Linked DNA regions of Zea mays: region 2 is linked to region 1. A link is a contact called in public Hi-C data. All regions are on one chromosome and are shown on one strand. The core of a region is the stretch at or near the end of the contact, and the rest is flanking DNA. Distances in the headings are between cores, read along the strand shown.

Region 1 (3,491 bases), core at 151-2,650:
TCACATATCCAACGCAACATACGCATCTCTGCGACACTTAGTTGTTGGATATGTCGTCTCTTAGTAGGCCAACACTCAGCCCCATATAACATAGCAAGCCTAATCGCCATCCTGTAGAACTTGCCTTTCAACTTCTATGGCACTCTCTTGTCGCATAGGACTCCTGATGCTTGACGCCATTTCATCCACCCCGCTTTGATCCTATGGCTAACATCTTCATCAATATCACCATCTCTTTGTAGCATCGATCCCAAATAATGTAAGGTGTCCTTCTTTAGTACTACCTGGTCTCCCAAGCTTACATCTCCATCCTCATTAATTGTAGTACCAAAGTCACATCTCATATACTCAGCTTTGGTCCTACTAATTCTAAATCCTTTTGACTCTAGGGTCTGACGCGGTAACTCTAGCTTTCTATTTACTCCTTCCCGGCTTTCATCTACTAGAACTACAAAACCTCTTAAGCCATCCTAGGAAAGTAGAATTCCCGATTACAGCACAACCTTTATAGTGCCTGCTCAGTGCTCACTGGATCTCGTCCATGGATGTTCAGGCCTTGCATCCACAATATTTAATAGGTGGTGCAAAAAGTAGATTAACACAGCAAGAGCTCCCTTGGTGCTGGAAAGAGATTAGTAAGCAATGGAATCATGTTGGTTTAATTCCTTTCAAAAGCCCTAACCAGCAGAGGTAACCCGGCCACCTCAGACAAATAGATCGATAACGGCAGCACCTAATTCGCATGAGTACCTAGTATCAAGAGTCAAAACGCTTAGTATTAACACGTGAATCTGCACGCAGAGCACACTCCAGTGACCAATCAGCTACTACGGTTTCATCTATACAAGAAACGGACGGGATATATAAATCGGAATCGCTCGGTCAGATAGGCGTTCAGTTCAAAAGCTAAAAATTGAGGAAAGTGAGGTCGACTGTACGTTCAATCGACTGAGAAACTATAGACGCAAGAGATCGCATGGAAGCAACCAAGCGATGAGAGCCTAGCCGGGAAGAATCCAGATAACGACACTAGAGAGCACTTCCTTACAGACCTGGTGGGCTGGTGTTGCGTCCGTGGAGACGAACACCGCCTCGCTCTAACCGTCCGTCAATATCCTCGCCCTCCCCAAGGAAATGCGACAGCGAGCCCACCTTGATCCGCAACTCAAAACCAACCCCCGAATCCCCCGACAATTATTCCCCCAGTTCCGAATCCGAAGAATCGAAGCAGGAGAGCCGTGCGAACCAGGAGGAAATCCACGAGAACAGCAAGCAGCGTGGTTACCTTACTTACCGGGTTCGCCGGCCCTCGACAGGTCAACCTTCCTGCGCGCGGACGAGCGAGTGCGGGCGGAGACGGGGAGAACACCTACGAGTGGGAGAGCGGGGCGGAGAGGGCTTTTGGACTTGGGGGCGTATGCCCGGCTTTGGTCCGATTCCGGGGGGCGGAGCGCGGAGGCTTTAACCCGGTGTTAGGTTAATTTTAATCGTCCGCCCTAGGCCGGGTTGGGCGAGGAGGCGGCGTTACCGGGGGAAGATCACCGTCGCGCTGACGTGGCAGCTCGCTCGCCCGGCCGCGCCCGCGATTCGGTCTTTCCGTCGTTTTGTGGCTCCTCTAGAACTTTTTTTTTCCCTTCTCTTTTTTGTCGTGTGCGTGTGTCCGTTTTTATTCCTGGATGGCGTAGCCGGGCCGGACGACGGCTGGGGCTTGTCGGAGGTGCTTTTGGTCGCAGGTGGAGTGGGGACTGGGGAGCTGACACGGCGCTGATGCGGTGCGGCTTCGGAGTACGGTTGTATCCGACGAGGAGGATCTGTGGATTGGTCGCGTCCTGCACGTGGTGAATGGTTCTCCTGGTTTGTTAACCCACAGTCCACACACGCATGACGCCATTGACGCGATCCCTGGCGGGCGGCGGCGGCACATTTGTGCTGCTCCGCAGTTCTTAGCTGTCGTGATCTCGTGGCTGATGGCCATCGGCCGGCCGATCCCTTAGGGCTTGTTCGGTTATTTCAATTCCATGTGGATTAATGTGTATTGGGATGGATTGGAATGGATTTTGACTTGATATGGATTTAAACCGACTCAATATCACCCAATCCACATGAATTGACCGCGAAACGAACAAGGCCTTAGCTAGCTCGACTTATAATCAGCTCGTTTCGAGTCGATTCGTTTTAATTTTATCATGAGATGAGTTTTATAATATTAACAAGTCAGTTCGAGCTTCATCGATCTGAGCTGGCTCGATATCCAGTCCTACTCATCATCGTCCGACGTAGGAGACATGGTATTATTAAAATATTTCCACTCACATTAGTGATGCGAGAGATTAACAAGGTTAAATGTGCCCTCGTGACATGTCCCTACTCGCTAAGACCTTTATTAATACTGTAGGATAATACCATAAAGTGAGTGCCCCTCCAATCACTACTACTCCTTATGTCTTTAGTGTAGACGTCCACAGTAGCTTTGTTCTGCCATAGCGCGCTCCGCCGCACCCCCGGTCCCCACGCCCGCAATCCCCGCCGCCGTCCTCGCGGCCGCCGCGCCCGCAAATCCCTACAGTAGCTGCAGCTTCATAAGCTGCCTCGCCATCATCGCAGGAATCATCGCGTCGTAAGCCGCCCGCCATCATCGCCCCTCGCACCTTCCTTCGCCAACAATCACAGATCGCCCCGCATTCGTGCTCCCCTCGCGTAATCCTAGGAAACCTTCATCGCCTCGTGTCCGTGCTCCTGCCCCGGCCCACCTTCCTACAGCAGCTGCAGCTCCCTCCGGCCTCCGGTGGTCTGGCACACCGCCTCCTCGCCCAGATCCGTCCGTGGTCCACCCCTCCTGCCCTCGCCCTGTCCTCGGCGCCCCTCGCCTTCGTACCCTCGTCCTCGACCCGCACCCTCGCGCAAGGATCCCCTTCCGCTTCTTCCACCGCCCGCTTGGAGTCCAACACCCGCACACGGTGGTGCTGGGCACTGCCCCGCCGGTTCTCGGTCGCATAGGGACCCACGACCCGTCGCCCGCGTAAGGCGGATACTCGCTGAGCGTGCTCGGAAATATCCTCGCGCCGGTGGGGAGCTCCGGCTCCAGGAAGAGCATTGTGGTGCTGGGCACCGCCCCGCCGGATTCAGTCGCACAGGGACCCGGAAGCTCGGGTGATCCGCCTCTCCCTCCCTCCACCATCGCGGCCATCTACCAGGTTCGTGTCACTGAGATCCCACTTCTCCTGCATGCCGGCCTCTGTACCCCAGATCCCACTTCTCCGTAGCAATCCACCGCGTGCTGCTGCCGTCGAACCAGTCCACGTCGAGCGGCTATGTGTTCCAGAGCGACAGGGTGTCCTTCTCCGGCTCCTCATCGTTTGACGGCTCCAATTCCTTCTCGTTCCAGACGCTCCAGCTGTGCCAGTACTCGACCGCTGGACGGTGGCGCCTACTTCTTCGTGGGCGCCAACTCGCAGGTGTTCGCCAACACGGGCACGCTGGTCACGTGCGTC
Region 2 (3,482 bases), core at 736-3,235, 170 kb before region 1:
GCAAAACAGTATTTTGTGACCATATAGGTGAACAGCTGGACACGGTCTTACTCGCTTATGCGTAAGGCAGTAGTTAGTCGCCACGCCTCGTTTTACCACTTTGATAACCATGCTCATATCTCATCACCAGAACATTTCTACTTAGCATATTAAACAAGCAATATAAGACCTGGCCTGAGATACATAATGGACAAAGCACACACAGATTCCTTTAGGTAACATATGAAAAGAAAAATGATAAAAACAGTTAATCATATATCAGAATTTGGAAGTACCAAGTTGTTTAGCAGCATAAAGACAATAAGTATCTTCAGCCACTAAGATAAATGGAAAGGAAATCTAATAGTTATGTTAAAGCCCTCCATGCTCAAGGTGTTAAATATTTTACTGTAAAGTGTCTTCAATGTCATTCGATTTAGAGACATCACTGGGTTCATTAAAATCAACAACTTGTCAATTTCCAGTTCTAAATGATACTTGCAGATAATATCCACCAACAATTTGTCATTCTATGAACATTATTATCACTTATAACATGTGAGCATCACTATCACACTGCTAACAATTCATTGGTTCCAATAACACTTATAGGTCACTCTTGAATGAATTACAATCATGTATTTAACTGGGTAGTGCATACTCATAACCACATTTCAGTTACAACTTACAATAATGGCAGAAACCAGAACAATATCATGGGGTAGTCAAGTTAAATCCAGATGAGGTCAACACAGCAAACATCCATCAAGTTGATATTCTATGAGGTTTCAAAGGAAAAGAACAAAAAGTAACCACCAGACTCAAATCTTGTTAAATCAAGATTGTAGTGGCCAAATGTTTGTTAATTGGTATACGATCAAATAAATTTATATATATTTTCCATTTCTCCTCACAACACAATAATTATGTATAACACCTAAATCAGAGGTAAAATGAATACCTTAGAGGTTTACACAGGAAACTATTGCTATAGTGCAACCACGAGTGCATATAACAACAATGATCAAATTAAATATTTGCAAGGTCTAGTATAGTTGTCCGACCATACCTTCCAGACCATAAATGGTATCAGAAGATGACAAGCAACGAGAAGAGCATGTAGACGAGCCAGCACGCATAAGCGATGAGCCCCCTGTGCTCGTCTCCACTGGATGCAAGCTCTGCTAGCAGCCTGGTGCAGACCCTGGCGGACCATATCACGAACGCCATCCCTACTCCAAATATGAGCCCGCCCCCGCGCGGCAGGAAGAGGGAGACAGCCGAGAAGATGACCATGGGCAGCATGCAGTAGCCGACGAGGCTAACGCATCTGTACAGATCGAGGTCCCCGCGGCGGCCGCCCGAGAGCATGGAGAAGACGAAGTAGAGGAAGAGAGACGCCACGGTGACCCAGCCGAGCACGATCCCAAAGTGGAACTTCCCCGCGAGGAGCTGGAATAGTCCAAAGGAAAGGAGGAAGAGGAACGGGCCCGACAGGTCGGCGTCGGCGTGGAGGGAGGGGTCGGCGGAGCGGAGCGGGTGGAGGATGGAGATCGTCTTCCGCCAGATCTGGCGCGTGTTGATACCGAGCTCCTCGAGGAGCGGCGGCTCGTCCTCGAAGGACGAGCCGGAACCGGCGACACCGATAGGCCCCGCGAAGAGGGGTGGCGCGGAGGAGGAGGAGGCCGCGGCAGCTGATACATCGAACGACATGAAGGGGAGCGGGTTGGCGGCGGATGAGGTGGAGGGGCGGGGCGGCGCGAACGCGGGCGGAGGGGAGGCCCCCACGCCCTGGGGAGGGTACCGGCGGTGCGTCGGTGTGGACGGCGTGAAGACCACCGGCGGCACGGGGAACTCCTTCGCCATGGCCGCGGCGATCGGGAAAGAAGCGGCGGCGAGGGTTCGAGATCTAGGTAGTTGCGGCCTTGCCGATCGAGGAGTAGACCGGTGCGCCCAACTGCGAGGGACAGCTGCGTACAGCGTACTGCGGTTTTCGGCTTTTGTTTATTTTCCTCTCATTTTCCCCCATATTTCAGCCTGTTTGGTCACACTCATTTATTCTCTATTTTACCAAACATAAGAATTTACTAGGTGTGTGCTCGTGCGTTACATCGGGAGTACACTGGGATGAGCATCGACACATATCTGATCGGATCTTATATTTCCTTGGGGGTCTGGAGAAAGTTTACTCGGAAGCCAACATGTTAAGACCTGAGCAAGTGTTACCCTTGTGCCCCATCAGCACACTGTTGCGCGCTTGTATGAGTGTTGTTAATTTGTATGTCTCGTGCATAGTCTCTCACCATCTATTCACTATAACATACATAATCCGTGTGACAAACATTATCAATATCGCACAAACTATTTTAAAATGTCAATATAGAATTTTTAATAATAGGCAAATATGTCGACAATCGTACATTAATCTAATCCTTTGAGCGCAACAAACTCTCAAGCAGGAAATGGGTTCATGTTGATCCAGTTGCTGGTCACGATCTTCACCCCATCTACGCAGATGGTTTTGCTACCTTAATGGCGTCCTCTAAGAAGCAGCACGCAGCCAACCTACAGTTCAGATCACCTCAACTTCATCACACACACCCACCGCTGGGGAAGCACCAAATGAGCATCACAAAACCAAACAGACATCTCACGCCGACCTGACAAAACTACAAAGGAGTTCCAACGCACAGTTCAAGGATGGACGCCACTCCCTGAGAACCTACAGTCGCTCAACCATCAGCACAAACAGCCAGATTTCAGACGACACCAATATCTGACACTACGCTCCGCCTTGGCTTGAAATCATGCAACCATTGCTTCATGGAGTCCACCATCTTGTCCAGCCCTATAAATTTTTTGTAGTGTAGATGGGGAAAGACTTTTCCGTAGCCATTGTATTCCGATTTCTCTAAATGGTCCACACCATAGCCATTAACAGGAGTCAACTTTGTTTACGAGTACCCATACATTTCATGAATTCATGCTTATAAAACAAGTCCTCTATATAAAAAGTAACAATATCCCAATTAAAAATCTAGCTCCAGCATTTCCGTATAAACTTTGACAGGACACATCTAAAGAAAATGTGATTGATAGACTCCATATCCTGATAGAGAACACAACGGCTACTCTCCTTCCATCCCCTCTTTTTTAAAACAATAGTAGCCTGCACTTTCCTATTGTATCATTGTCAAAGAAAAATCTTAATTTTCAAAGGCAACTCACACTTCAGATGGTTTTAAGCACATTATTCCTTACACCTCCATCAGTTCTAAACTTATATAACGAATTAACAGTAAAGTTCTTAGAGCTGTCCAAACTCCAGAGCACTACATCCCTCTCAAGTTGCATGACCTGCTCTTGTAGATCCGCTTGAAGCTCTGCCCACATGTTAAGATCCTTAGCTAAGAGAGGACGCTGAATCTCCACGCTCCAATCCTCCTCATCATAGCACTCATATACAAGAACATCCTTTTTTTTAGATAAACCCTACATACTGT

Evidence for each region. Hi-C and Micro-C count contacts between places; a contact is called where the count stands out from the background.
Region 2: a contact with region 1 is called in a Hi-C map of tassel, with 4 times the contacts expected there. The contact joins the promoter of LOC103634491 here to the promoter of LOC542687 in region 1. A contact is called at or near these places in 3 of 25 Hi-C or Micro-C datasets (ear, leaf and tassel).

What each region holds. Positions count from the first base shown.
Region 1 is chr1:44,175,916-44,179,406 of Zm-B73-REFERENCE-NAM-5.0, reverse strand. LOC542687 (SNF1-related protein kinase) reads right to left here and starts at 1,400. Exons shown (of 11, transcript NM_001112203.1): 1 at 1,286-1,400.
Region 2 is chr1:44,343,376-44,346,857 of Zm-B73-REFERENCE-NAM-5.0, reverse strand. LOC103634491 (protein YIPF5 homolog) reads right to left here and starts at 1,985. Exons shown (of 2, transcript NM_001346983.1): 1 at 1,049-1,985. The coding sequence starts at 1,845. The coding sequence ends at 1,069.